7 separate regions of the Mus musculus genome follow, and all the other regions are linked to region 4. Evidence: chromatin contacts called from public ChIA-PET, HiChIP or PLAC-seq and promoter capture Hi-C data. All regions are on one chromosome and are shown on one strand. The core of a region is the stretch at or near the end of the contact, and the rest is flanking DNA. Distances in the headings are between cores, read along the strand shown.

What was found. Promoter capture Hi-C pulls out the DNA fragments that hold promoters and counts their contacts. ChIA-PET counts read pairs in DNA pulled down with a chosen protein or histone mark. HiChIP or PLAC-seq counts read pairs in DNA pulled down with a chosen protein or histone mark.
Region 1: a promoter capture Hi-C map of liver shows a contact between it and region 4. The contact joins the enhancer-like site here to the promoter of Edem1 in region 4. A contact is called at or near these places in 2 of 39 promoter capture datasets (embryonic stem cells and liver), 3 of 484 Hi-C or Micro-C datasets (all in embryonic stem cells), 3 of 115 datasets of contacts at active chromatin or transcription factors (embryonic stem cells, memory CD8 T cells and pancreatic cancer cells) and 1 of 9 other capture datasets (liver).
Region 2: a contact with region 4 is called in a promoter capture Hi-C map of the HPC-7 cell line. The contact joins the enhancer-like site here to the promoter of Edem1 in region 4. A contact is called at or near these places in 5 of 39 promoter capture datasets (the C10 cell line, the HPC-7 cell line, liver and 2 more), 2 of 115 datasets of contacts at active chromatin or transcription factors (bone marrow-derived macrophages and effector CD8 T cells) and 1 of 9 other capture datasets (adipose tissue).
Region 3: a promoter capture Hi-C map of liver shows a contact between it and region 4. The contact joins the enhancer-like site here to the promoter of Edem1 in region 4. A contact is called at or near these places in 6 of 39 promoter capture datasets (the 3T3-L1 cell line, the C10 cell line, HPC-7-derived erythroid cells and 2 more), 5 of 484 Hi-C or Micro-C datasets (the N1E-115 cell line, cardiomyocytes, differentiating embryonic stem cells and 2 more), 1 of 115 datasets of contacts at active chromatin or transcription factors (pancreatic cancer cells) and 4 of 9 other capture datasets (adipose tissue, embryonic stem cells, liver and 1 more).
Region 5: an H3K4me3 HiChIP or PLAC-seq map of bone marrow-derived macrophages shows a contact between it and region 4, with 3 times the contacts expected there. The contact joins the enhancer-like site here to the promoter of Edem1 in region 4. A contact is called at or near these places in 3 of 39 promoter capture datasets (the C10 cell line, liver and pre-B cells), 5 of 484 Hi-C or Micro-C datasets (CD4 T cells, the G1E-ER4 cell line, embryonic stem cells and 2 more) and 3 of 115 datasets of contacts at active chromatin or transcription factors (bone marrow-derived macrophages, effector CD8 T cells and pancreatic cancer cells).
Region 6: a contact with region 4 is called in a promoter capture Hi-C map of embryonic stem cells. The contact joins the enhancer-like site here to the promoter of Edem1 in region 4. A contact is called at or near these places in 9 of 39 promoter capture datasets (the 3T3-L1 cell line, the C10 cell line, HPC-7-derived erythroid cells and 5 more), 8 of 484 Hi-C or Micro-C datasets (3T3-L1-derived adipocytes, the N1E-115 cell line, Sertoli cells and 5 more), 3 of 115 datasets of contacts at active chromatin or transcription factors (bone marrow-derived dendritic cells, embryonic stem cells and large pre-B cells) and 3 of 9 other capture datasets (adipose tissue, liver and macrophages).
Region 7: an RNA polymerase II ChIA-PET map of effector CD8 T cells shows a contact between it and region 4, with 16 read pairs. The contact joins the enhancer-like site here to the promoter of Edem1 in region 4. A contact is called at or near these places in 8 of 484 Hi-C or Micro-C datasets (B cells, CD4 T cells, the N1E-115 cell line and 3 more), 5 of 115 datasets of contacts at active chromatin or transcription factors (CD8 T cells, bone marrow-derived macrophages, effector CD8 T cells and 2 more) and 1 of 9 other capture datasets (macrophages).

The regions. Positions count from the first base shown.
Region 1 is chr6:108,454,709-108,458,095 of GRCm38.p6, forward strand. The region is part of intron 44 of Itpr1 (inositol 1,4,5-trisphosphate receptor 1); the gene reads left to right. The region is part of intron 3 of Gm35165 (a long non-coding RNA gene); the gene reads right to left. Among named protein-coding and RNA genes, the nearest start is that of Gm35165, 16 kb to the right of the region's middle. Within about 2 kb of position 2,038, at least 206 of the 459 cell types and tissues checked have an H3K27ac peak or open chromatin away from gene starts, as enhancers often do. A contact at or near this core is called in embryonic stem cells, liver and pancreatic cancer cells, where this site is marked.
Region 2 is chr6:108,325,599-108,328,957 of GRCm38.p6, forward strand. All of the region lies in intron 4 of Itpr1 (inositol 1,4,5-trisphosphate receptor 1), which reads left to right. Among named protein-coding and RNA genes, the nearest start is that of Itpr1, 110 kb to the left of the region's middle. Within about 2 kb of position 1,498, at least 83 of the 459 cell types and tissues checked have an H3K27ac peak or open chromatin away from gene starts, as enhancers often do. A contact at or near this core is called in the HPC-7 cell line, adipose tissue, bone marrow-derived macrophages and 1 more, where this site is marked.
Region 3 is chr6:108,425,578-108,428,884 of GRCm38.p6, forward strand. All of the region lies in intron 40 of Itpr1 (inositol 1,4,5-trisphosphate receptor 1), which reads left to right. Among named protein-coding and RNA genes, the nearest start is that of Gm35165, 45 kb to the right of the region's middle. Within about 2 kb of position 1,409, at least 158 of the 459 cell types and tissues checked have an H3K27ac peak or open chromatin away from gene starts, as enhancers often do. A contact at or near this core is called in the N1E-115 cell line, adipose tissue, liver and 1 more, where this site is marked.
Region 4 is chr6:108,826,787-108,830,097 of GRCm38.p6, forward strand. Edem1 (ER degradation enhancer, mannosidase alpha-like 1) reads left to right here and starts at 1,855. Exons shown (of 12, transcript NM_138677.2): 1 at 1,855-2,447. The coding sequence starts at 1,954. Gm35417 (a long non-coding RNA gene) reads right to left here and starts at 1,490. Exons shown (of 2, transcript XR_377956.4): 1 at 1,431-1,490.
Region 5 is chr6:108,527,917-108,531,297 of GRCm38.p6, forward strand. All of the region lies in intron 60 of Itpr1 (inositol 1,4,5-trisphosphate receptor 1), which reads left to right. Gm44040 (a long non-coding RNA gene) reads right to left here. Exons shown (of 2, transcript XR_003956493.1): 1 at 1,247-3,381; 2 at 1-1,080. Among named protein-coding and RNA genes, the nearest start is that of Gm44040, 6.1 kb to the right of the region's middle. Within about 2 kb of position 1,720, at least 79 of the 459 cell types and tissues checked have an H3K27ac peak or open chromatin away from gene starts, as enhancers often do. A contact at or near this core is called in bone marrow-derived macrophages, where this site is marked.
Region 6 is chr6:108,408,795-108,412,436 of GRCm38.p6, forward strand. Itpr1 (inositol 1,4,5-trisphosphate receptor 1) reads left to right here. Exons shown (of 62, transcript NM_010585.5): 36 at 2,015-2,135. Among named protein-coding and RNA genes, the nearest start is that of Gm35165, 62 kb to the right of the region's middle. Within about 2 kb of position 2,172, at least 17 of the 459 cell types and tissues checked have an H3K27ac peak or open chromatin away from gene starts, as enhancers often do. A contact at or near this core is called in embryonic stem cells, where this site is marked.
Region 7 is chr6:108,548,312-108,551,989 of GRCm38.p6, forward strand. It overlaps Itpr1 (inositol 1,4,5-trisphosphate receptor 1), which reads left to right. Exons shown (of 62, transcript NM_010585.5): 62 at 1,442-2,805. The coding sequence ends at 1,528. Among named protein-coding and RNA genes, the nearest start is that of Gm44040, 14 kb to the left of the region's middle. Within about 2 kb of position 1,435, at least 81 of the 459 cell types and tissues checked have an H3K27ac peak or open chromatin away from gene starts, as enhancers often do. A contact at or near this core is called in B cells, CD8 T cells, Th1 cells and 3 more, where this site is marked.

The DNA.
Region 1 (3,387 bases), core at 788-3,287, 370 kb before region 4:
CTGAACCTTTTTAATATTGTGACAAAGATATCTTTAATTGCTTTCATTTGATCCCCAGCCTCCTGCCTGATCTAAGTGCTCAGGTTTTGACTACCTCTGACTTCTGATAAGGAAGGAAATCCCACAGTACAATGAGAGCCGCTGAGCTGATTATAGCCCACCGGAGTGATTTTGCTTGCCCAAAATGCTGAACTTACCTAGACTTGGAGCACTAAAGTGGCCCATCTTTGTGCTCTAGGGACATCACATCCTACCCTTCATTTGACTGATGCCTACCGGTCTGATCTTTGAAAACATTTGAGTTGAAACCCTTACATTATGGGTTTAAAAGTCTCCGTAGTCTACACCGTACATCCTAAGATTCAAGAAAAGCTTCCTGGGACCAGCACCTGTACTGTTGTCTTGAAGAACAATCCACTAGGGAAGTTTCCATGGTAACAGTGTTTGAAACAGTCTGACAGCATCAACAGGTTAAGTAAGAAGTCTTCTGGCTCAGGGGCGCATCCTGTAAGCACAGCTCCTTAGAAGGAAGCCTAGGAGAGACTATGACTGAGCCCAGGCAGGACTCAGCCACTGGAGGGCCTGGCCAAAACAGGCCAGGCTTTAGGGCCTGTTGGTTTGGCAGAGCAAAGCTTGTTGGTGTCATCTTGTTTGTGGGAGGCCTTTGTAGCCTCCTGGATTCTTACTGTCCTGCCTGTTAAGGAAAAGAGAGACAGCTGCCTGTGTCTGAAAGGTAGTTAGAACCCAGCCCTTAGCTGGAAATCTTGATCTCTGCTACTAGATGTTGGGTTTCAAACCTGGGACGAATGGTTGGGGTGGCTATGTAACATGTCAAAGCGGGCCTGTCCTGTCCCTCAATCCTTACCTGTTACAGGGCCCTCTTGGCTGGCACACCCCACCCCCTAGCTTAAATTTCTCCAGTCCAGGGGCTGGGCCTTTTTGGTTGCCTGCTCTTGGTGTCTGTTTGGGTCTTGTGGATGATGCACATGGATCTCCTCTCTTCCCCCTCCCCCCTTCCTCAAATAGTGCCTCTCCGTCTAGTCACATCTACTCTGGACTCTCCCAGATGTGCCTGCATACTCTAACTCTGGGCTCTCTCTCCTTTTTATCTACAATAAACCTCCTCCTCCACCATACCGAGGGGCACTCATGCTTGCTTTCTTTTCTATTCTATTTCTTTGTTCATTCTGTCATCTCCCTGTAAAACCCACAGGAGCCACTCTCCTGAGGCTCTGCTGTGGGCGTTTACCCTCAAGTTTTTCAGTTTTCATCAGGAAAGGTCCTAAGAGGAAATCTCAAGATTTTTCACCCGTTTTTGTTACTATTGTGTTGTTTGTTGGTTTTTTGTTGTTGTTGTTATTCTTGGTTTTTTTTTTGTTTGTTTGTTTGTTTGTTTTTTTTAAATATCCAGAGATAACTTGCCCCAAGGATTCCTAGCTTTGGCCTGAGTTCCTTTTAACTCGGAAGTCTGTATCCTGCTGTTTAAACATTAAGATGGTTCCTCACTGCCTTAGAGTCGGCAACCTGCAGGCCAAGGCGAACTTTAAAGAAAAACCAGGTCATGCCGCATGTTTTTGGTGAGCACAGGAATCAACAAAGCGCTGTTACATAACTTCTATTTATGTCCTCCTTGCTCACTATCTGCAGGCAGGCAAGAGTCGCAGAGCTGGGATTTAATGAGCTCTGGGTTTGCTCACCTTCCTGAGCTGGTAGGAACCAGCTTGTTCTCAAAATGCGTCAGTAAAGAATCAGGCTGTGGGTGGGCGGCCAGGGGTAGTAGGTGGGCCGCATTGTTGCCATGGTGTTTTTTAATTCCCCTGTTTCTCAAGGATCCTGCTCTCTCCTTCCCTGACTCCCCACCCCCTTCTTTTCTTTTCTTTCTTTTTAATCCATGCGCTTCCTTGTTTCTCACGCCCACTCGTGATTTCTTGGAGCTGCCTCAGGAAACAGGAATATTTTCCCTCCCTTCCACAAACACCCCCATTGTGTAGCCCCAGGGCCTCAGAAGAGTTTTTCCTAAGGTGCTCCTTTCCCACCCTCCCCTGTCTATTTTCCCGTGATTTTTCGTAACCACTCCCTCCATTGCCCGGGCTTAGCCTCCCTGTGGCGGGATGGAAGCTTTCTGTCTCCTGCTAGATTGCTCCGGAACCAGGTGGATTCCGTTGCTCCTAGCACAGCAGTTTGCCCCGGAGGAGAGCGGTTGTTTGTGTTTCCCTACATCCTGGTCTCTGCTCTTGCCCTAAACTGAATGACATCTGTCCCCTCTAGCCATATTATTATGAAATAGAGTCACACTTTATAAAAGGAAAACAAGGGAAGTTTGTCCCACAATGATGACCCCTGTTACCTGAAAGTTACAGGTTGGATTAACACACATTTTAAAAAAAATAGAAAAAGTCATGTGCTAGGGAATTAGCTAAGTGGGACAGTGTGTACTTGGCACGGGTGAAACTGGGTTTGATCCTCCATCTGTCTCGAGAACAGTGCATGTGTGTGAGAGCTCGTGTACACACACACACACACCCTCCCTCCCTGACTCTGATACATAGCAAGGAAGGAAGGAAGGGCTGAGAGCCCTGTGGCTGCCAGGGAGAGCTCCCTGCTCCCTGCACCTCGGCTTCTGAGGGAAGCCACCCAGGTTTCTGTGCTGACTTTGTGTCCACACTCTCAGCAGAGCGGAAGCTTTTAACAAGTACAAAAGAATAAGTTGAGATGAAAAACTCCAGCGGGGGGGGGTGGGGGTGGGTTGGGGGTGGGGGTGGGGGGGGGGACAGTTCCAGCAAAACAGGCTTAAGATTTTTAAAGTTAAAAAAAAATTTAAAAAGTCAAGCCCACCCCTTCATTGCTTACGAGTTGTGCAATCCTTACTGGAGGTAGCTGTTTGAATAATCAAAGGCCGGCTGACTTCCCTTCATTAACTAGAGCGGCAGACATCTGCATAAAACATCCCAGATTCCAGACTGAGTAGGTAATTTTTTTTTCCCTCTGAGTAACTTGAGGGACTTTCCCTTTGGAAACCTTCCAAGAGAGTGAACTTCGTGGTTGAGACTTTTTTCTCTTTCTCCCTGGTGTTGGATGTAGAACCCAGGGCAAGTGCTCTACTGCTGCGCTTGTGCTGGGCAAGCCCTACCTACAGTGGTTTTTACTGGGCTAGGCAGCAGCTTGATCCTGAATATGAAGCAATTCAGTCACCTCAGACACAAATCTGGAGCCCTCAGTTCTGAGAACGTTCTTGGTGTTCACAGCTGACCGCCGCTCTATATCTTAGCGCCACTTGCCACTTCAGAGCCTGCCCACACTTAGATTTCTCAAGGTCCACTAAGATCCCTTGGAAAAGTAGCCCTCCGCGTTTTACCAGTACCCTACGCTTGCATTTTGAGCTTGCTT
Region 2 (3,359 bases), core at 248-2,747, 500 kb before region 4:
GAGCGTACAGGCTGCGAGAAAATCTTTGCGAGCTATGCACGTGACACGTACAGTTGGAGATCAATACCTAGAATATATAACAAAGTAAAAAGTTTAAGTCCTTGAAAAATCATCATTCAGTCAATAAATGGGCAAATGAATTGAACAGGCATCGAAGGAAGACATGAAGAGTTAACAGCTGTACATCAAAAAGTTCAACCTTCATAGCCAGAAGGGAAAACTACATTTAAACTAGATTTGGATTCCACCTCACCCTGGTCAGAATGTCGATCAAGAAAGCAAATGACAAATGTTGGTGAGGATGTGGGGGAAAGGAGCCCTTATTTACAACTGGTGGGAATGTAACTTCTGCAGCAATCGCTATGGAAATCAGTCTAGAGGTTCCTTCAAGAGCTAAAAATAGGACTACCCGGTGATTCAGCTCTTCCACTCCTGGGTGCATACCTAAAGGGATCTAAGCCAGCACGCCACCAAGATGCTTGGGGACATGGATTGTGATGTGCTGGTTACAGTGGATCAGATACGGAACCAGCATAGAGGCTCAACCCTAGATGAACAGATAGAGAAAGAGCGGTGCACATACTAGTGAGAGTGCAGTACGTCGCAGGAAAAGGGGTGGGTCTATCTGCAGGTTGGTGCGATAAGCAAAATCATGTTTTCTTTATGTGTAGGATCCGTATTTCAATCTATCTGTCCACGTGACACGAAATTAGGAAGGGGTTGCTTGGGAGAAGAAAACAGTGAGATGGGAAGAAAGAATGACGAAATAGATAATGAACAAAGTCCAGTGATCTGTTTGTCTTTAAATATCTCAGTGAGGCTGATGAGTTTGAGTGCTGATTAAAAATGATCTTTTCTGAATGGTGAGGGCATGGCCCCACACCCACCTGACAGGAGCTGTCTCGGAGTGCTGGGTGGAGCACAGTCCTGGGGTGGTCCAGGTTAGGTTCTCATCGTCTCTCTAAGTAGCAAGCAGGAAAGAAAGGGATAGCAAAGTATACATGGGCAGGCATCCTTGTTCTCTTCCTGTGGAGAACTGAGGCAAAGCCGTCTGCGGCAGCTCTGCTCGGCTGTTGGTTCCTTTTCTATTTCCAGTCCGTACCCACTGCACAGATGAGGAAATCATCTGTGGGGCTACGGGCCTGGCTCCCGAGCAACTGACTCCTCTGGCTTCTTTCTTTGTGTACACAGTGATCTTCCTTCCCTGCCAGCGGCCTGTACCTGCCAAGCTCCGCCGAGGGCTTCGCTAGATGGCTTTCGCATCTCGGCTTGCTTTTGTGTCCCCGTGTCCCCGTGATGCAGACACTCTTCAGGCTTCCCATGGTGCCTGCAACCAGGTTTTACTGACTTTAAGTGAAAGGCACATCACATCGTGGGGCAGAAACAGCCTACTTTCCTTTTGTGTAGTGAAAAAAAAGTGTACTTTTCCAGGAGACTCTGGGAAGGACCAGCCTGGTAACTTATGTAACTCCTTTCATGCCAGGCTGCCTTAAGCCTTCCAAAGCCCTTTGGTGGCTATAAGCTGGCGTGGCTAAGGCTGCAGGTTTTGAAACACCAGGCCTGGTGCAGTGAGATCTCTTTGCTTTTGACTCTGAGAGGTGAAATGAGTTCAATATAGCAAGAGTTTTCACCCCAAAGCCTACAGTGTTGTTTGTGTCACAAATGTGACTTTTCTCGCTCTACCCCCGACTCTCCATGTGTCCATGTGTTAGATTCTTTTTATTGGATAGATCCATCCAGCATTCCTTTTTTTCCCCCCACAACCTTCTCTCATTCCCTTTATGTTGAATTACAGCTTCAAAACAAAACAAACAAACAAGCCAAAACCTCCTTGAACCAAGTGAATTCTTTGGGTTTGGTTAAAAAGTGTAAGCTTGAAAATAAATTTCAAAGGTGGTTTTTAAGACTTTCTATTGAACAAAGAGTAAAACCTGGAGACTGGAGAACGGTCGGACGTGCAGCGCCGACCTTCAGCAGTGACGAGCCAGCACCTTGCTTCATGGACTTGATTAACGTGATGTCATTTCCAGACATTGTGTTATTTGGTTTGAGAGGACATTTTCAAGTTGCTTCCAATTCCAGCTGTTGGGGTAGAATCGGCAACCCAGGAAAGCCGTCCTGTGCTCTGTTGCAGGCCCCCTGGGCCAAAAGGGATCAGGCCTGAAAAACTGCATTGCCTGAGTGAGTCTGTGTTGGTGACACAGAAGACTGAAGCCATAGGGGAAGTTGGTGATGTCATCTCTCTCGCTTTCCCCTCCCCTTCCCACTCCCAACCCTGAACCCTGACCAAACAAAGCATATTTTTCTAGTGATAGAAATCAGACACTTTTGACCTTTTTCTTGAAGGGAAATTTTGTTTTTCTTCTTCCTTTTCCTTATCAGCAAGATCTTCCTTTTCATGGAACCATAAAAAGAAATTCATTGTTTGAGGTCTTTTTAAATACATGTATGTATATATACGTCCATCTATGTACACATATATATGTACAGACGTTAAATGTATCACTGATTAAATTTTACCTACTCATTTCATTCCCATGCTTGAATATACCGAAAATTACTCTTTCCCTAAAACGCATCTGATCTCTCCAAGCACCAGCATCCCACTCCCCAACAGAGGTGACCACTGTTTTGATATTGTCAGGAATTTCATATAAATGGGGCCACTCTGTGTCAACAGACTCATTTTGTTATCACTGCCTTGTGACCTTTCACTCAAAGTAAAATAATATTTGTGAAACCTGTCCCTGCTGTTTTCGTGTGACACTGGCTTGCTTTTTAGGGCAGCATGGCCTCCCCGCATCTCGGTGTTGCGTGACTGTGCCGTTTGCCTGCCCACTGTTTCACAGCAATGGTATTTAATTGACTCATCACTGTGTTAGGATGTGTTCAGAGGCCTTCAAGTGAAGTAGCTGATTTCATTTTGAAAGTTAACTTGTGATCTAGCTCTTGTGGCTATTCCCTGTGGAGATAAGAAACTTAAATATGTAGATAATTTCCCCCAAATTATTCAAAATGTAAGCGATGGAGCAGACTATACTCCTGAACGTTGGAGGATGCACACAGATCTTCACTTCCTCTTAATTACAGGGCATTGAATGGAAGCTCTTATATGAATAGAGAGGGCTTTGCAATCTCCAAGGGATGATTGAAGGGGGAAGACAGGAAGACTGGGAAAAGTTTAGTTTTCTGGAGAAGATTGATCAGGCAGTGAGCAGCAGAGACAGGTAGGACCTGTCTCTGTGGGTACCTGCACACCACCACCACCACCACCACCACCACCAGCAGCAGCAGCAACAACAGTTGGCGTTCTCTTTGGAGTCAGTGTAAGTTTTGAGAGTGAAAAATGTTTTGTCATT
Region 3 (3,307 bases), core at 159-2,658, 400 kb before region 4:
TTGAGTATCTCGGGGAATAGATGGCTGCAAACAACTTGGGAGAGAGGGAAAGACCTCCTGCATGAACATCAGGACTTTGGGCAAGACGCTAAAGTAAGGGTAGAGGCACAAACTTCTCATAAAGAGCATGCATGTACAGGCTCTTCCCAGCTGCCCTCTAGAATAAAATTTTAATTGACACCAGGAACAGGAGGGTGTCGGTGTTTGTGTTTGCTTCTTGGCAAGAGAGGCAGTCTCTATCTTTACCCCGACTTGATCTTGTTCACTGGAGATAGGAGAAACAAACTAGGGGTGGATGCGGGGGTGAGGGTGGGGTGGGGATAGAAAAACTACCTGCACTGTGTGTGTGAAGCTTCATGGATTGCTACATTTGTGTGCTTGGGACTATACATCCCCCCAAAATCTTGGACTGATGACAAAGGCCAGTCAGTTATCAGAAGGGCCAGGGCCACAGAGTATTGGTATCCTATGGTTCTGACAGTTGCCAGGGGTAACTATACAGAGGGAGCCGCAGATAAAGATCAAGATACAGAAAGCTCCCTCACTGGCCATAAATGGACATCAGCTGATGTTAAAGATCCTGATTTCTATCACTGGAAGCATCTGTTAGGTTCCAGGTACTATGTTAAGGGTTTGATACAATGTGCCTCCAAAAACATAGTATCTGCCGTGCTGGAGACTCTGCTAGAGACCATACAAATTAATGGAAAAGTTACCCCAGCCTGTCATGCAGCATGATAGAAATACATGGAATTGTGGGGAAATGTTATCTGGGGCTTTCTCGATATGTCAGAAGGGCAAGTAGTCACTTCAGAGGTCAGGCAAGAATGCAGTGGGGAACCTCAAGGCAGGACCTACTTTTCTAAACTAGGAAGTGCCATGCCTTTTAAGAACATACTTGGGGTTTAGGCAGCAGTAGTGGATGATGGGGTGGGCCATCTAGGTTTCCTCATTTTTGTCCTTGATACTAAGTTGTGTGTTTTAAAAGTGTGTGCTGTAGTTCAACAGACATGCCCATTCCTCTTCACTTAATATGACATCCTCACTGAATTACTGTCACCCTGGTGACAGCAGGCAACTGCAACTTTGCTTTCCTGTATTGAAAAAAAAAAACAAAACAACACAACAGATATCCTTGTCACCCAGAGTAGCTGTAGCCTGATTTTATTTATTGTGACCTAAACTTCTCTCCCCTACAAGCTAGTGATGCCACAGACAAAAATGTCTGTAATATTCAGGATGTGAAGGGTGGGAGTGGGGGTAGGGGTGCAGACAGCCGCTTAGGAATTGCTAGTTTTCACCTTCAGGGGGCGCGCTCATGACGTCCGACCCGGTGGAGGCGTCCTACTTTCTTACATTGCTGCAAACTGCTGAGTTGGGAACCTGCCAACCCTCAGGCAGCCGTTACATAAGCCCTTTCTTTTTTTCCTGGAATTTAAGCTCACTGCTGATGTGCGACCTTCAGCAGTAATTGCCAATAAGTGCAGCAGGACTGTTTACTGTTAGACACTGGCAACCACAGAGCAAGCTCTGCTGTCAGCACACAGAAGCCACTGCGGAGTCTGCTGAGGGCCTTTTCAAATCTTTGGACTCTCTTTGTTATTGTTTCTGAGATTATTCCAGAATGACTGAAGTTGTGTAGTTGCGTCATGCCAGTTTGCATTTTTTAACTAACGGACCACACTACTGAGTTCTGATGAATCCTCTCTGTAAGATATGCATCAAAGTTCATGGGTGGAGCCATTTAATTTTTAACTTATCCTTATTTCTAAAAGCAAATGCAGTTAAAATGAGAATTGTATTTGTAGATGTGAATATTTAAAATTGTCCATTTAAATTCAGAAAAAAAAAAAACCTTCCATCTTTGGTTTGGGTTTTTTTTTTTAAAGATTTCTTTTCTCTCAATGAAGAGGTTTCAAAGTCTGATAAAAGATGGACCCTGACTTGCTAGCCCATTCACTCTTGTTTTGTTTCCTTTTCCCAGGGTTATAAGTAGATTGAGAAGCAACGGAGTGCTGATTTAGGGAACCAGAAATGATAAATTATTTTTGATGTACTGATATATGAGCCTATCATACATGTCTTGACTTGTGTCCAACTACTGCCAAGATGGTCCATAAGTGGACATTATATTGAAGAGAAAATGGTGGATGCTCAGAGGCCAGAGAGGGATTCCGGTTAAGGGCAGAAGAAAGCAAAGCCTATTCACAGCCATACTGTGTGCTGGTCCTATAATAGACTCATATAAAAGGGCTGGATAGAGAGAGAGAGACGGGGTCGGGAGGGTTGCTGACTCGAAAGCACCAGGAGTAACCTAGGACATATATAGGTATCTTTTCTTTAAGAAGTTCAAAGAGTGATAACAGATGTGCATCCCTCCATAAGAAATAGGGTGCCTTGTTTATATGAAGCAAGCCCACAGGCATCTTCTATGCACATATCACGTTACTTGGTTGACATCACAGTTATAATACCTTGATTATTGGCCTCATCCAACAAGGACATTGAGGGCTCAGAAACTTGAGTTACTGTTTAAGTTATTCTTAAATGTTTGTTACTCATTTGGATCTTTGTTTCTACGAAATTATGTTTTGCTGAACATCTTTGAGAGTTCTGGGGAAACTTTTAATCAAAGGGGCAATATGATGAAGCAGTCTGGGGCAGTACTCAGTTTTCAGATTCATAACTAGACGTGTTCATCATCCACCGACCAGCTGTGATTAGAGATGTCAGCAGCATGTATGATGAGGGAGAAATAAGACCTAGAATATATAGATCTTAAAATGTTATTACTTAAAATGTTCACTGGAACATCACCATTCAAGTAAAGTAAATAATAATAATAATAATAACAACAAACAACTACTACTTCTGAGGAACTAAATTTATTTATCAAAGCCTACTCTTCACTTATATTGGCATCATATCTTCTATTTACATAGCTATTCTTGGGACATGCATACTTTGCTTTTATGCTTATCAGAATTGCAGCTTACTTCCTTAAAAGCAGCTTATCCCCTAAGAAACCGTGACTTCCTTCACTGGGGAAGGAAGTGCTGATGGAGATGAAGAAGGTGTAGGATGTTGCTTGGTGTTCTAATTATATCCTCATTTGGCCAGGTCTCTGCCATGTCCAAAATCAAGTAGAACTTGGCCGTTAGATGCTTAAAAGTAAAGTTTACTGTCAGTAGACCTTTCGTTATTTGATATGTCAGCTGGACGGAATCACGATAATGCTCCAGTTTCTGCGGACACGTGAGGAGGTGGAAGCCCAAAGCGGTACTCTGGTGACCAAAAAGGCTTCCCA
Region 4 (3,311 bases), core at 605-3,104:
TGGAGCTGCACGGTAAAGCTGTACCTAAAACGGAAGTGACTTTTTCATGCTAGTCCTGAGGTACTCTTGTGAGAATGTATATGTATTTGGAAAAACCTATCACAAACCTTCCCATAATATCTCATTTGGAGCGGAGGCAGGAGGATTACAGGTTGGAGACAAACTGGGGCTACATAGTGAGATCCTGTCTTAGAATTTGTTTTTATATTTAAGGCTGAATATTCTGATTAGATAGAGTTGTCTCAATTTCATCAGCTACATTCAATCTGAGAAATCCTAGTCTAAAGGGACAGTCACAGATACTTCATCTTTAGTTTTTTTTTTTTAATGAAGATAAAATAGGAATACATGCTAGCGTTCTGAAAACCTGTTCTATTGGCACTTATTGTCAGTTGTGCCATGAAAAGCATTTTTCATAAACTAGCTGGTTTTCTATGGTTATTAGACTCGTCTTTTAAAATTAGGGCTTTTCTGTAATGTGAGAACAGTTGCTGTCATCAGTGGCTGACAGCTGACCAGAGTGCAAGCTACATTTCAGCTAAAATTTGCACAGAAGTAGCTTATGGAGGAAACAAAGCATAGCTTTAATGTCCATTTTCAGTTTGTGTTAGCTTCAGGGAGGCAGAAACTAGTAGTTCCGTGTCAAGGACTGGAATCAGTTGGTCTTATACAAGTTTATCCAGTCCAGTAACTTCTTCCCCCTCCCCCCTTTTTTTTTGTATACTGCTCAGGCCTTTGTATCTCACAAAATAAGCTCTCCCAACCCAAAGAACTTAAATTGTTGCTGGCTGCTCTGTTGTACCCTATCACATTGCAGGGACAATTCTGACCCCAAAATGGAAGGAGAATGGTCCAGGATTTACCTAAGTCCTCCCTGTCATTGCCTTCAGGTTGGTGACAGGCATTACTGATTTCGTTACTTCCCCTATTTTTTTTTTTTTTTTTTACTTTTTTATTTTTATGTTTTGCAAGTTTGATAGACACAGGGTATAATCTTAGGAAAGGCAAAACTTTTACAGGCGCTCCAAGTGTTGAAAGCCACAGCCCTTAAAAAACGAAATCAGTAACCTTAATTATAGGAATTAGCACTTGGATGGGATTAAACCCCCAATCTGCCCTACATTTCCAAGGTCGCCTCTGCCTAGCACTGCGATGAGATGATAGGACTGTCAGGAAAAGATGTTTAAATGGTTCTGATGAAAATGATCTGGTGTTAGTTCCCCCTCCCGCCTTGTTGGGATTGGATGTGATCTTGGAGTATTTTAGAAGTATTATGAATTTTTTTTTTCCAAGTTAAGGCGTTCCAATAACAAAACAAAAAATCTGGACATTTCGTGCGGTCTGGACCAGGGAGTCCCACTCCCACCAAGTTAAAAACCTTTCCTAGATATTCGTAAGTACTTCCTTTGCCTAAAGGCCCTGGCCCTTACCTTTCTCACACCTACTACTCCATACCTGGACGGGCTTTCTCCCATCCATCTTCTGTTCAGGGACACCATTTACCCGGGCTAGGGCGGGTCAGAGGCCATGTCTGTGTCCGGCTCCCGGAGCTCCCGTGCCGCGCTCCTATTGGCTGGAAGTTCTTTCCCCAAAAGCCAGAGCGACCTAGGCTCGCCACGCCAGCTAGACCAGACTCGGAACCGCCCAGGGGGCGTGGCCCAGTGGCAGGGCGGGGCCTTGCAGTCCGGGCGGCCTATAGAGCCGGAGGGAGTCCCCGGCCGCGCCCCTCGAGGCCGGGCCGGTGGAGGCCAATCCCCGGCGGCCGGCGGGCGAACGCGGGGCCAGGCGGGCCGGTCCCGTCCGCGGGGCGGGGGACAATGGACCAGTTCCTGGTGCGTCACGAGGGAGTTCCTTAAAGGGGAAGTGAGCGGGCTCCCGGCGGACGCGCGGGGAGGCGGTCGGCTGGGGACGCGCCCGGCGCTTCAAAATAATGCCCGCGGCGGACGCGCGACCATGCAATGGCGAGCGCTTGTCCTGGGGCTGGTGCTGCTGCGCCTCGGCCTCCACGCGGTGCTCTGGTTGGTCTTCGGGCTGGGGCCCAGCATGGGCTTCTACCAGCGGTTTCCGCTCAGCTTCGGCTTCCAGCGCTTGAGGGACCCCGACGGCTCGGGGCCAGTTGGTCCGCCCGGAGGCCCGGCCTGGCTTCATCGGCCAAGGCGCGGAACGGAGGGGCGGCTTGAGACCCCGCCAGAGCCGGGACCGACGCCGGGACCGGGCGTGTGCGGCCCGGCGCACTGGGGCTATGCCCTGGGCGGCGGTGGCTGCGGCCCGGACGAGTACGAGCGGCGCTACAGCGGCGCCTTCCCGCCGCAGCTGCGTGCCCAGATGCGCGACCTGGCGCGGGGCATGTTCGTCTTCGGCTATGACAACTACATGGCGCACGCCTTTCCGCAGGACGAGCTCAACCCCATCTACTGCCGCGGCCGGGGGCCTGACCGCGGAGACCCGTGAGTAGCCCGCGCGCTGCCTTCCGCCCCTCCGGGTCCCTGAGAACACACCAGGGTCTTTAAGGTCCGCAGTAGTCCGAGGTTCCTCCTCTCCTTACCCCAGTGGACTGCCATCCCCTTGATTCTCCCTGACCCTCCAAACTTCAGGACAGCTGTCCTTGTCATTTTCTGTTGCAAATGGGGAAACTGAGTCCCAGAGACCGGAAGGGACAATCACAGTATCCCTTGCTCCAGATAGACACATATCTAAGTGCTGGTTATATAGGTTTCCTTTGGAAAACTCCGCTTCAAAACGAAGCCTCCCCACTCCTGATCAGAATGCCACACCCAAAGCTTTAATAAGGTTAAGGAGCGGGTTCCTAGAAAGGGGCCATCTAGTGAGTTGGACGCCCGGATTGGGATGAGGCGTTAAGTGTTTCTCCTTTCCAGGGGCCGCAGCCTAGACTGAGGGGAGCTTATTGGCAGGAATGGTAGTTGCCTGGCCCAGATTGGCGATCTGGATACTTGAAGGATGATTTCTTAGGCGCAGAGTTGACTGACACCGTCATTGCTTGGTACCATCGTAAACACCAGTGGGGTGATGGTGCTGTCAGAAGGTCAACTAGTCCTCGCAGCCCACTAGCCACGTATGGGAAGGTGGAGTTCCGGGGTTACTCGAGTGGACTTCAAAGTCCAAGACAGCAGGACACCCAGCCAAGTTCCTCCTCCCTGAAGGGTGTGCGTTGCCACAGACCAAGTCAGGCTGGTTGGTGACTGTCGTGTTTCCCTCTCCTTAGATGGGAGTGGAGTTATTAGGTTGTTTGTTGTCTTGGCATTCTACATGGACACCCTTGGACATCTGGCATGTGCATTTCCCTTTACCTT
Region 5 (3,381 bases), core at 470-2,969, 300 kb before region 4:
ATTAAAGGGTTCTTAACTCTGAATGTCAGCAGTGCTGGAGAGCGGGATGTTTTGTGCTATACAAGAGGCACAGAAGAGTATTAGAGCCACTGGCCAAAAGGCAGAGCCTTTTGCCTGTGATCTTTTTAGTGGTGATTCAACTTGGTGCCACATGAATCCCTGACAGAAACTTAGCCATAGCAGTAGAGGACCTGAGTGTGGTTCAGCCTCACCACTCAGGGCTGTCAGGCTCCTAGGCACACTCAGCTGCACTGCTGTAGGTCACATGCCTGTGTTGTAACAACCATGAGCTCATGCTATGTGGCAGCTGTTACTGTCAGGAAGAGACCTCCCAAACCTCTCCTACTCACTGATTCTGGGCAGGAAACTAGGCTGTGTGGCAAGACAAGCCTTGGAGACTGCTGTCACTGCAGGTAAAGGACAGAAAGGGGACAGCCATCAGGGATGGAAGCTAAAGGCCAGCAGTGCTCACCCCTCCTAGACACTTCATGTCTTTGACAAAGGCTCTTTAGTGGCATGCGACCCTGAGGAAGGACAGCATTCGCCTGATGCTCTCCTTAGTCTGTCAGTTAAGATTCCGGAGCGTCTGCATCTGTTCAGTCACTGCTGCAGGCCATGCAGGAGACCAAGTGGGAAGCCTCCGGTGGCTACTCAGAAGGTAAAAGAGCTTTCTGGACAGCACCTTTCAGGCAGAGGCATCAGGCCTAGAATATGGGCCTCCACTCCCAAAGCTAGCGTCTGACTGGTGGTTTAGGAAGAGAGCCTACTGGCCATGGATGGGGATGATGGGGAGTTGCCTAAGTTCTGAGCATAAGACCCCTTTGCCTGCATTCACATCCCAAAGGCATATGTCCTTTATGGTAATGGCCAACCTGTATAAAAAAACGTGACAGCCAGGTATGTGGTGGCTCAGACCTGTAATGCAAGCCCTCAGGATGTGGAGACAAGATTGCAGGAGTTTGAGGACAGGCTCAATAGGTTAGCCGTATCACCTTCCCTAGTTCAGTCAAGAAATGGCCCACAGTCAAGGTAACAAGGTTCTTCCTCTCCATCGAGGACAGTTGTGCTTTTCTGCTATCCCTAGGGGGAAACAAAGGAAACTATCTTGTAGTTGAGAAATTCCCAGCCATTTGCCCACAAGTTAAATTTCACTTAAGTACAACATGACCTGCATCCTCATCTCTCTCCTTTTGGTCATCCCTTGTCTTGTTTCATCAGTTGATTTTCCCACAGAGCCCATTCCTACCCAAAGACAGGGTGTGGGGACAGAAGATCCTGGTCTGAGTGCCAGCTCTGCTCTTTCATAGGCATGTAATCCCCAGCAAGTCATAGGACATCGGTAACCCATTGACCATCTGGGACTTATACAAATTCAGGTTCATGCTACCTCACACACCCATCTGGGACTAGACAGATAAGACCCAGAGTGTGGCAGGAGGGTGTGGAGGGCAACAGCTGGTGGGCAAGCCTAAGCACAGCAGCCAGCAGACGGAAGGCCACATGGTGACAGAAGAGCCAAAGGGAGCTTCCTTGTAGTCCCATCCCTGTGGGAGGTACCTTGGCTGCCAGCTAATGGTCACCGGTCACCAAGCCATCTTGATTTTAATAGCTTCCTATGTGGAAAAAAAACAAAACAAAACAGTATCTTCCCCTTTCTCTAGTATCAGTGGTGTTTCTGTCAATTCAGAGAAATGGTCTTAGAGTTGTGGGGTTACTCTCGGTTCACTAGTAGACCTGACCTTCGGTTGCAACCCCAATGGTAAGTAGTGCTGTGACTCAGAAGTCTGGAGAAACTTGCTTTCTTCTGTTCCCTGCCCCCTATAATACATATGCAGCTTAATATATAGAAATGATGTCATCTTTGTCATAGGCAAGCTATGACTGCTGTGACCTCATATAGCCCCTGGCAGCATAGAAATAGATAGATAGATAGATAGATAGATAGATAGATAGATAGATAGATAGATAGATAGATAGATAGGGCTGCCTTTTCTCATAGGAACTCCAGTCATGGTAGTAGCCTAAGGAGTTTTGTTAATCTGGATCTCCATATGTGTTTCCACAGTTATATGCATGCCCTTTTATATAATTTCTACACCAGTGGCTTTGTTCTGTGCCCACCAAACTGAGGATTTGTGCTTGTGTAAGGTTAAGGTGATACTATTGGGTAGGAATTCACTATGAATTTTCTGCCCAGGAGGATGTAAATACTACATAAGTGGGGACATTAGAGGTAAGAGACAAAATATATGATTCCCAGAAAGATACAGTTGCCCTTTTTTCTGCTGTATTCAAGGGAGAAGACTGAATTCTTGAATGTTAGAAGCACAAAAAAAAAAAAAAAAAAAAAAAAAAAAACATTAAAAGGAAAGGTGTTTTGTTTAAAAAATGAATGATGAATTTCTTTTCCTAACTAAACACAGATTCACTTATGTATCTTGAAATTCCACCTCATAATCTTAGATACCCCCCCCCCAGAAGTGTTTCTGAGTGAACTTCATAGACAGTAGGGTGACTGGATAGAATATCCTGGGCTATTCTGAGTGCCTCTCCTCCATGGTAGCATGTGATAGACAGGTTATTTCTATCCTGCCGATGAAATGAGCCATTTCAAACCAGATTAGATCATGTACGCAGGGTTATGGGGAAGCTGCTCTCAGGTGAGTTCACCGGCCCCAAGAGGGGGAGGGGGAGGGAGGGAGAGGGAGGGAGAGAGGGAGAGGGAGAAGGAGAGAGAGAGAGAGAGAGAGAGAGAGAGAGAGAGAGAGAGAGAGAGAGAGAGAGAGAGAGAACACGAGAACAAAATATCTGGATTATATAGGAAGAACCTCTGGGGGAAAGGCAGCTCAGCTGGAAAATTCAAGGTTGCCAGCTGGGTGTGCCAAATTAGGACTGAAGGATGCTGGGAGAACCTGAAGGCCAGATCTGCTTTGATATGTAAAATACTTGTCCTGGTGCGGTAAGCCAAACATTGGGGTCACCTAGGACCCAGCAGTGGCTAAGGAGAATGTGTTTCCCCAGGTGACCTGAACAGCGGCTAGAGTACACTGGCAACAGCAGGGCTGATTGGATAGCGGTTGCCTGTCCTAGGTTATCATTAATCACCCTCCGGTGCAGCATCTCGCCCATCCTATACCTAGCAGAATATAAACACTTCACCAATGAGAACTCAGCCGGGTAAAGCAGCCTCTGCAGGGTCACACAGCTGGACCAGAGCTGCTGGGCCCCAGTTCAGCCTCAAGTGGCCCCACCCACACATCTAGGTTCCCTTGCAAGTGGGGGGGGGCAGTCTGTGCACCTGCACACAGCCCTGGGGTCAGGAGCCTGCAGCCTTTGTCATCTGGCTGCTTCATCTCCCTAGTGGTGTGGAATTAATCACTT
Region 6 (3,642 bases), core at 922-3,421, 420 kb before region 4:
AACTCAGAGGTTAAGCAGAAGCCACAGCCATAGGAACTGACTCTAGGTTCCTTGGCCAATTCCTCTGGCTCCCTGTCCCCTTGACCTCTATGAGTACTGAAGCTTGCTGCTGGGTGGTTGGGAGCGCAGGGCAGGCTGTTCTTCCGGAAGATTCCAGTCCCAGCTGACCTGAATGGGGAGAAGAGGTTGAGTCAGCGCTCTGCTGGCCTCTCTTAGCAGTTTTGGATAATTTTATCCTTGCCCAGCCTTTGTCTTATACTAGAACACAAAGGTAACTTCCATGTCACATAGTTATTATCCAGGTCCAAATGAGATCATGCATGACACATCTGGCTTGTATCACGCACCCAACAATGGGAAGATACATGAACCGCATTTGTAGGGGGGAACTGAAAATTCTATTCCTCTGTTTCATTTTCTTAAAACAGGCTCTCTTTCTCCTCTAGCACTTGCCTTGGTTCCCTCTCACCATGGAAATCCCTTTAGATTTCTCACCGCCTCTTTCTTTACTCCTTTCCGATGCACTTTAGTGCAGCCGAATGAGTTATCTGCCCCAAACAGATGACTGGTGCAGCTCACCATACACCTTTGCCTGGCATGTCCAAAGAGAAAAATGTCACATGAATAGAGATAAGAAATCCCTACTTTAAAAAGCATTCAGAAAGTCAGTATCTAATTCACTAGCTGTATGCATGCTCTTACTTTAAAAGGAGTGCAAACTTAGTTCTTCTCATGAGGCCAAAGAGAGGTCTTCTCATAGAAAGCAATTGGCTTGTGCCCGTGCTCTGGGTTAAATGGATATTTATTGTCACTACCCATTACAGCTGGGTTGTCTTTGTACCATCAAAGAGACTGTCATAAATAAGGATAGAGGTGACGTCCCTGCTGACATCCATCTGGCATTCCATTTTTGTGAATTAAAAATATAGTGTCTACAGGACAGCCAGGGCTATAGAGAAACCCTGTCTTGAAAAAGCCAAAAAAAAAAAAAAAAAATATATAGTGTCTAGGGCCAGTGAAATGGCTCAAGTATAAAGGCACTTGCTAGCATGCCTAGTAGGCCTGTGTTTGATCCCTGGAACTCCCATGCTAGAAGGACAGAACTGACTCCCCATGACACACATGAATGCATACAGTTAAACAATAAGTAAATTAAATAAGCAAACAAAGTATTGGACATACAGATGCTAGCTCAGGATGGTGGTTTGCACCTGTAGTGCAGCTGTTGGGACGCTGCAGCAGCAGCAGAATCATGAGGTCAGAGCTTTTCTTGGGACATGGTGCTTCAAGGAGAGTTTGGTCTAAGTGACTGTGGTACATCTAACATGCTGGGGGCCACTCACACCAGGGTGAAATCGCTGACCTGGGTTAATTCATCTGGTTCGTAGTTGCGTGGCTTTACTGCTTTGGAGCGTTTGATTTCCCTGCTCACTCTGGTGATCAGAATTCATTAGATAATATCAAGTTTAAAATGCATCTAAAATAAGTAACATGAAGTCGGTGATACTATTTTATTGCTTTAAAATGCTCCTGAGCTTCTCTCACCATCTAGGCACTGTGTTCTTCAGCTTTCTGTTGATATGATGAAAAAAAAACAGACTAATTTAGTTACAAACAAAAAAAGATTAATTTTTTTTTCCCCAAAGCTTTGCGGTGAGGCAGCATATCATGGCAGGAGTGTCTGATGGGGTAGACATGTTCAACCAATCATAAAAAGAAAGCAACAATAGCAAGGAGGAGGGCAATGTCCCACCCCCTGTCCTTTGGATGCCCGAAGGACCTCTTCCTAGGTCCCACCTCCTTCCTATGGTACCAGTCTGAAGACCAGTCCCTTTAATACATAGCTCTTTAGGGGATAGTCAACATCTACACCAAAGCAGACACATTCTGGAATCCAGTCCTTGACCCTTCTGGAATCCTCCCACTAAGATGTGGAGGGTTCCAGACAGCCTCTGTTTCTAGCCAGGCCATCTGTGTTCTGCAGCCTTCTTCACCTCGCCTCTCTCTCTTATAGACCCGCCAGCCTGTCTTTGTGCAACTCCTGCAAGGCGTGTTCCGAGTTTACCACTGCAACTGGCTGATGCCGAGCCAAAAAGCCTCGGTGGAGAGCTGCATCCGGGTGCTCTCTGACGTAGGTAAGGCAGCCAATCCGTCTGGATGTGGCGGGATGAAAATGAGTGGCCTGCTGTTTACCGAGCCGAGCCGCAGCTCTCCCAAGGAAGGAAGCTGCAAAGCCAGACCCAGAGCCGAGCTCTTGACTCCTTGGCCTCTGTCTTTGCCAAGCCAGCACAGTGAGAAACAGTAAATCCTTGAAAAACAAGATTCCGTAGATCAAAGCCAGACGGCTCTTGGCAAGTGACTATCCATCAAGACTATCAAGACCCTGGGAAGTCCCTCATTCATAGCACGAGTTTGTTTACTCCAGCAGATGCATTTTGCTACGTGGAAATTTTCTTCCTGTGAAGCACCCCTAAGATCCCAAAGAGCACCCTTTCCCGCAAGTGGTGCACTGTTTGCATCTCTCTATGAAGTGGCTGCTTCTCTTTTCCCTCTTTGCTTCCCAACCCCCAAGACTCTTATCTCAAGGCCAGTCTAAAAGGCACTTGTTTATCCCTCCCCATCCTTGCGTTCTGCAATGCTAGTTATTGAACCTTGGCCTATCCCATATTAGGCAAGCACTCTAGCCCTGAACTACACCTCAGCTCTTTCCAAAGGAAAAAAGTTTAAGTGGTACTATCACTGTACATGTTTTGGGGTACAGCATTGTCAGGGGAATTGGCTTCCTGTTGCCATAGAAACCAGATTTCTTTCTTCTACTAGGTTTGAACTAGTTGGTAAATCTCTATATATTGTTACTATCCTGCAACTGCCCGTTATCCAGCCTTTGTCTAGCCTTCCCTTGCCTGAGCACTTTTCCTCTTTTACGTCTACATCTCCTTAAATCAGTCTTCTGACCTCTTCCTCTCTATACCTTCCATGAGTTCTCTTCACAGGAATAAGCTTTCCCACTCAGATGAGAAGTCTTGTGACTGAACTAGAGCCCCAGATCCTGGCAAGCAACAAGCACACTTCTCAGAAACGATGTCCTTGGGAAAGGATAGGATTTATGGGAAAGAGAGCTTTCATAGTGACCAGAAGATGAACATCTCCTCCATGTTATAACTTAGGGCAAGCAGAGGCTGTATTTGTGAGGACTCCTTGCCTTGGTTTTTTTAGGCCCTGCCTTATTCCTGTTCTGTTACAGTCTCAGCTGACAGGTATTACATGAGTGTGCCTGCGTGTGGGTGTTGATGTGTGTGTGTGTGTGTGTGTGTTGGGAGCGATTAGGCTGAGAGAATGCCTGGATGGCCCTATGCTTTCTTCAGACTCGACAGCAATTCATAAAGATGAAATACGCTGTTCAGGCCAAAATGTCTGTGTAAGTCCTTAACCCACAAGTTAATTGGTTTTGATTTAAGGAAGCTGTTGGCTTCATGGGCAGCTTGACACTTGGTCAGAGAAGCTACAAGGCTCAGTAGTCTCAGCAGGAGTGACATGGAGACAGCGGGAAGCCAGCTCAGCGGTAGAGAGCTCACCTAGTCTACACGAGGCCCCGCATCAGTCCCGGGAAATTCGAGGAAACAAAAATAGAGGAGAGAGCCG
Region 7 (3,678 bases), core at 185-2,684, 280 kb before region 4:
TCTCCTTCCTCAGATGAACCTGGGAATGTAAACTTTGAAGGCTGGCTAGAATATCTTCATTCAGTTCCTAACAAAAACCTTTATTTAAAACTTCCAAGTAGAGGTGTTCAATCTTTGTACATCTTTTTGTCTAAATTATAATAAAGAAAGTGTTTCCATTTGAGCATAAAAATAGTATCTCTTGGTTTAAACAGTAAAGTGCTCTGCTCTGAGAAAGCAAAATATAACCACTTTAAACCTGAGCCAGAGTAACTGAGCTAGGTATGAACCAGCAATCAGTGCAGGCAGGAACTGAAACCCAGGCACCCTGGCTTTGACTCTGGGCTCTCCCATTTTCATACGTCCCATCTCATTTCGATAGGTCCTCAGCTTTCTACCCTCCAGACGGAAATTACATTCATTACTTGGACTAATGCACAAAGTGACAGAAGTTAAATAACATTTTACATTGACTTAAATGGCTGTCTGAGTTTAAAGTCTTTAGGTTTTTACTGTTCTACCCTAAACCTTATGCTATTGGCACATAACTTCATCTAATGTATTCATATAGTCTCTTATCTTAGTTAACTTATGAGCCTCAAGTTCAGAAGTAGTCCTGAGAATGCTGAGAAAAGTCTATTGCAGAGAACTGAGTCGTAAAATACCCAGGAGAGAGCTAGAGACCCAAAGTGAGAACTCAGCCCAGCAGCCAGAAGAAAACCAACCTCTTGCTCTGGGCTGAGAGTGTACTTTCTTCATGGGAACCCACACTGAGAAATGTTCTCACCTCATGTGACCCAAAATCAAGTCCCTGTTCACAGCACTGGTGGCCAGAGCACTGTTTATATAGCCGTTTAGTTACCCTGCACCTTGCAGGGGTGAGGACCTGTCTGTCATCTTTCCTAGAAGAAGCAGGTAACTTTTTTTCTAACCTCGCAGAATCACTGAGCAGAGGAAACCCAAGACCCCTTGAAGAGTGTGGGCACAAAGTCTCAGACCCAGGGATTCTAAAAACACTGCTTTTTGCAGATAATGTGACATAACATAACATAATCATAGCGAGCTGCCATTTTCCAATGAGTCTTGACATCACTTGGAAATGGCGTTTGGAACTGATCTAGAAGCTATGCTTCACCTGTCTTTTGTTTCTCTATGAAACAAGCAGCAAGCAGTACTTGTGAATGTCACCCTGCTGTGCTCGCTTCGGCAGCACATATACTAAAACTGAATGTCACCCTGCATGATGAGGCCACAGAATTCCCCATCTGCGGAGGAAGATGCCCTTGTGGAAGGGGTGTGTGTGTGTGTGTGTGTGTATGTGTGTGTGTGTGTGACAGTACACTATTTGTAGAAAGTGGGTTTCAGTATAACCCATAACCACAGAGGTAAACCTATGGTTCAGTGTGTGACCTGACGCACAGGAAGTGTCTGAGTGTAATGATGAAACTTTTTAACTTTCCAGATGACAGAACAGAGGAAGCAGAAACAAAGAATCGGCCTTCTAGGACATCCTCCTCACATGAATGTCAACCCACAGCAGCCGGCCTAGGCAAATGAGGCAGAGGGACTCTGCTCAGCCCTCTGTATATCACTGTCAGGGTGGGTACGGCTCATTGGTTCTGATTTGCCCACTAAGGGTACATGTGCGCTTAGTACATTTGTAAATACTCAGTTTTGTATTGTATGTATATGATTGCTATTCTCAGAGGTTTGGACTTTCGTATTGTAATTAGCTCTGTTGGCATGGTGACTTGTCACTCCTGCCAAAAATATTAAAAATGCCTTTTTTGGAAGGACTACAGAAAGTACCTGATTTGCACTTGAACCAGATTATAGATTTAAAAGTATATGACATGTATTTTGTATTTAAAACTAGAATAGCCAGTATTTATGTTTTTTATAAAACTGTGCAATACAAATTATGCAATCACCATAACTTTGTAACTCCTGAGTGTCCTAAGGGAGTACACATCTTTGAAGCTGATTTGTTGATACTCGTGTAATAAATGGTTAAATATCAAATGCTGCTGCTGCTGCCAAAATTATATTAATAGCGAGTTTCTGGCCCCTGGGCAATTTTGTACCTTGTAATTATCCTATGGTGATGCTGTTTCTCGTTGCTAATGGCATTAGTGCCCCTGTATCCTAGTGATAACTCCAGGTCTGTGAACCATTCAAACAGCATTCATTTTGAGAAAAGCAACTTTAGTTTCAAGGATAATTTTAAGCTTCAAAATTAATCATTTAAAGTGTTTCTTTAAGAGAGCCATGTTAGAGGCTCACACTTTAGCTTGAAAGGAGTTGATGAATTAATTTTTTAAAGGGAACTTTTTACATGACGTTTGGAATAACAGCATATTGCTGACCAGTCAGTGTCATCTCCCGGGTGAATTTTGATGTCACGTTATAGTCAAATGAGTTAGCTGATGGTTTCTAGATTTTCTTCCTCTGAACCATGATGCAGTAGGTAAGAAGTTATTATGCGTATATACATATATACATTCATATACGACAAAGTAGGAGCTGTCCCCTTAGGATGCATAGCTGCCCCTAGGGTACGTAGCTGAACACTGACAATGGCGTTCTTCTGAAAGAGCCACGTTTGGGTTTTATTTCTTTGTCACATGATTTCTTTTCTGGATGGGTGCAAAGTATCACAGGAAGTGTTTTCTCTCTGTCGCCTTGTTTTGTACCTGGGTCTCGCTTTACTAGACCGTCTCTGCACAAAAGTTTAAAAACTGAACCGTATGCAGAGTTCCGAAGCAAGTCAAGTTTGTAAATGCATACCTAAAAATATTTAATAAACGATGCAGAATCCTATGCAGTGACTGGCTGGTGGCTTTCATTTGTCATTTCCTTGTGGCTTGAGAACGATTCCAGTGTTAGACTTTTCTCCCCATTGGGACTGAGTAAAACTATAGCTAAAAACTCATTTGGTTGCCAGATTAAATCAGGAAATGCTAACCTGATTTTAGAAAATAAACAATTGTTTATATCTCAAGAGAAATCAGTCAAACAAATAACAGAGGGAACTTCATACAGAATTCTCCTCAGTGACTGAGTGGCACCAGGATGTCAAAGGCACTTGGCATGACACGGTCCAGAATGCTCTGTTTAGTGTGGGCACCTTTAACTTGGCATTTTCCCCATGAAAGGAAGGATCACTAATCATTGGATTTGTTGGTCCCACTCCCCGGTGATCAGGCTCCTATCACAGAGCATTTATGATGTTTGTCTTGTACTAGGCTCATTCTTCCATCCAAATAGAGAAAATGTGGTCCTTCCTGAAGCATGGCTGGCTCCGGCTGCTCTTTTGACGCCTATTGACTGTGCTTTGGTAAATGGGACTAATTCTCACCCAGCTCAGAGAACTGGGTCAGGATTAAATTCCATCTCAATGGGTAGTTTCATAACTTACACTTTACTACATAAATTGGGTAACGTAAGTCAATTTTCCAGTCAGTTTAAAATTTTCCACCATAAGGTAAGCCTACGAGAGACACGTGGCTTTTTGTCTAAAACCAACATGGCTCCTGTACTCAATCCCATAATACTGTGCGGCCAGCAAGGACCTGCTCTTTGCCCTGGGCTTCGTCTTTGATCTCTCAAGCTCTCCAGCACGGCATGGCTGGCAGTGTACGTTGTGTCTCCCCACGTCCTAGCTGGTTCACTGGAAACTTCTGCATTGACATGTTTAGG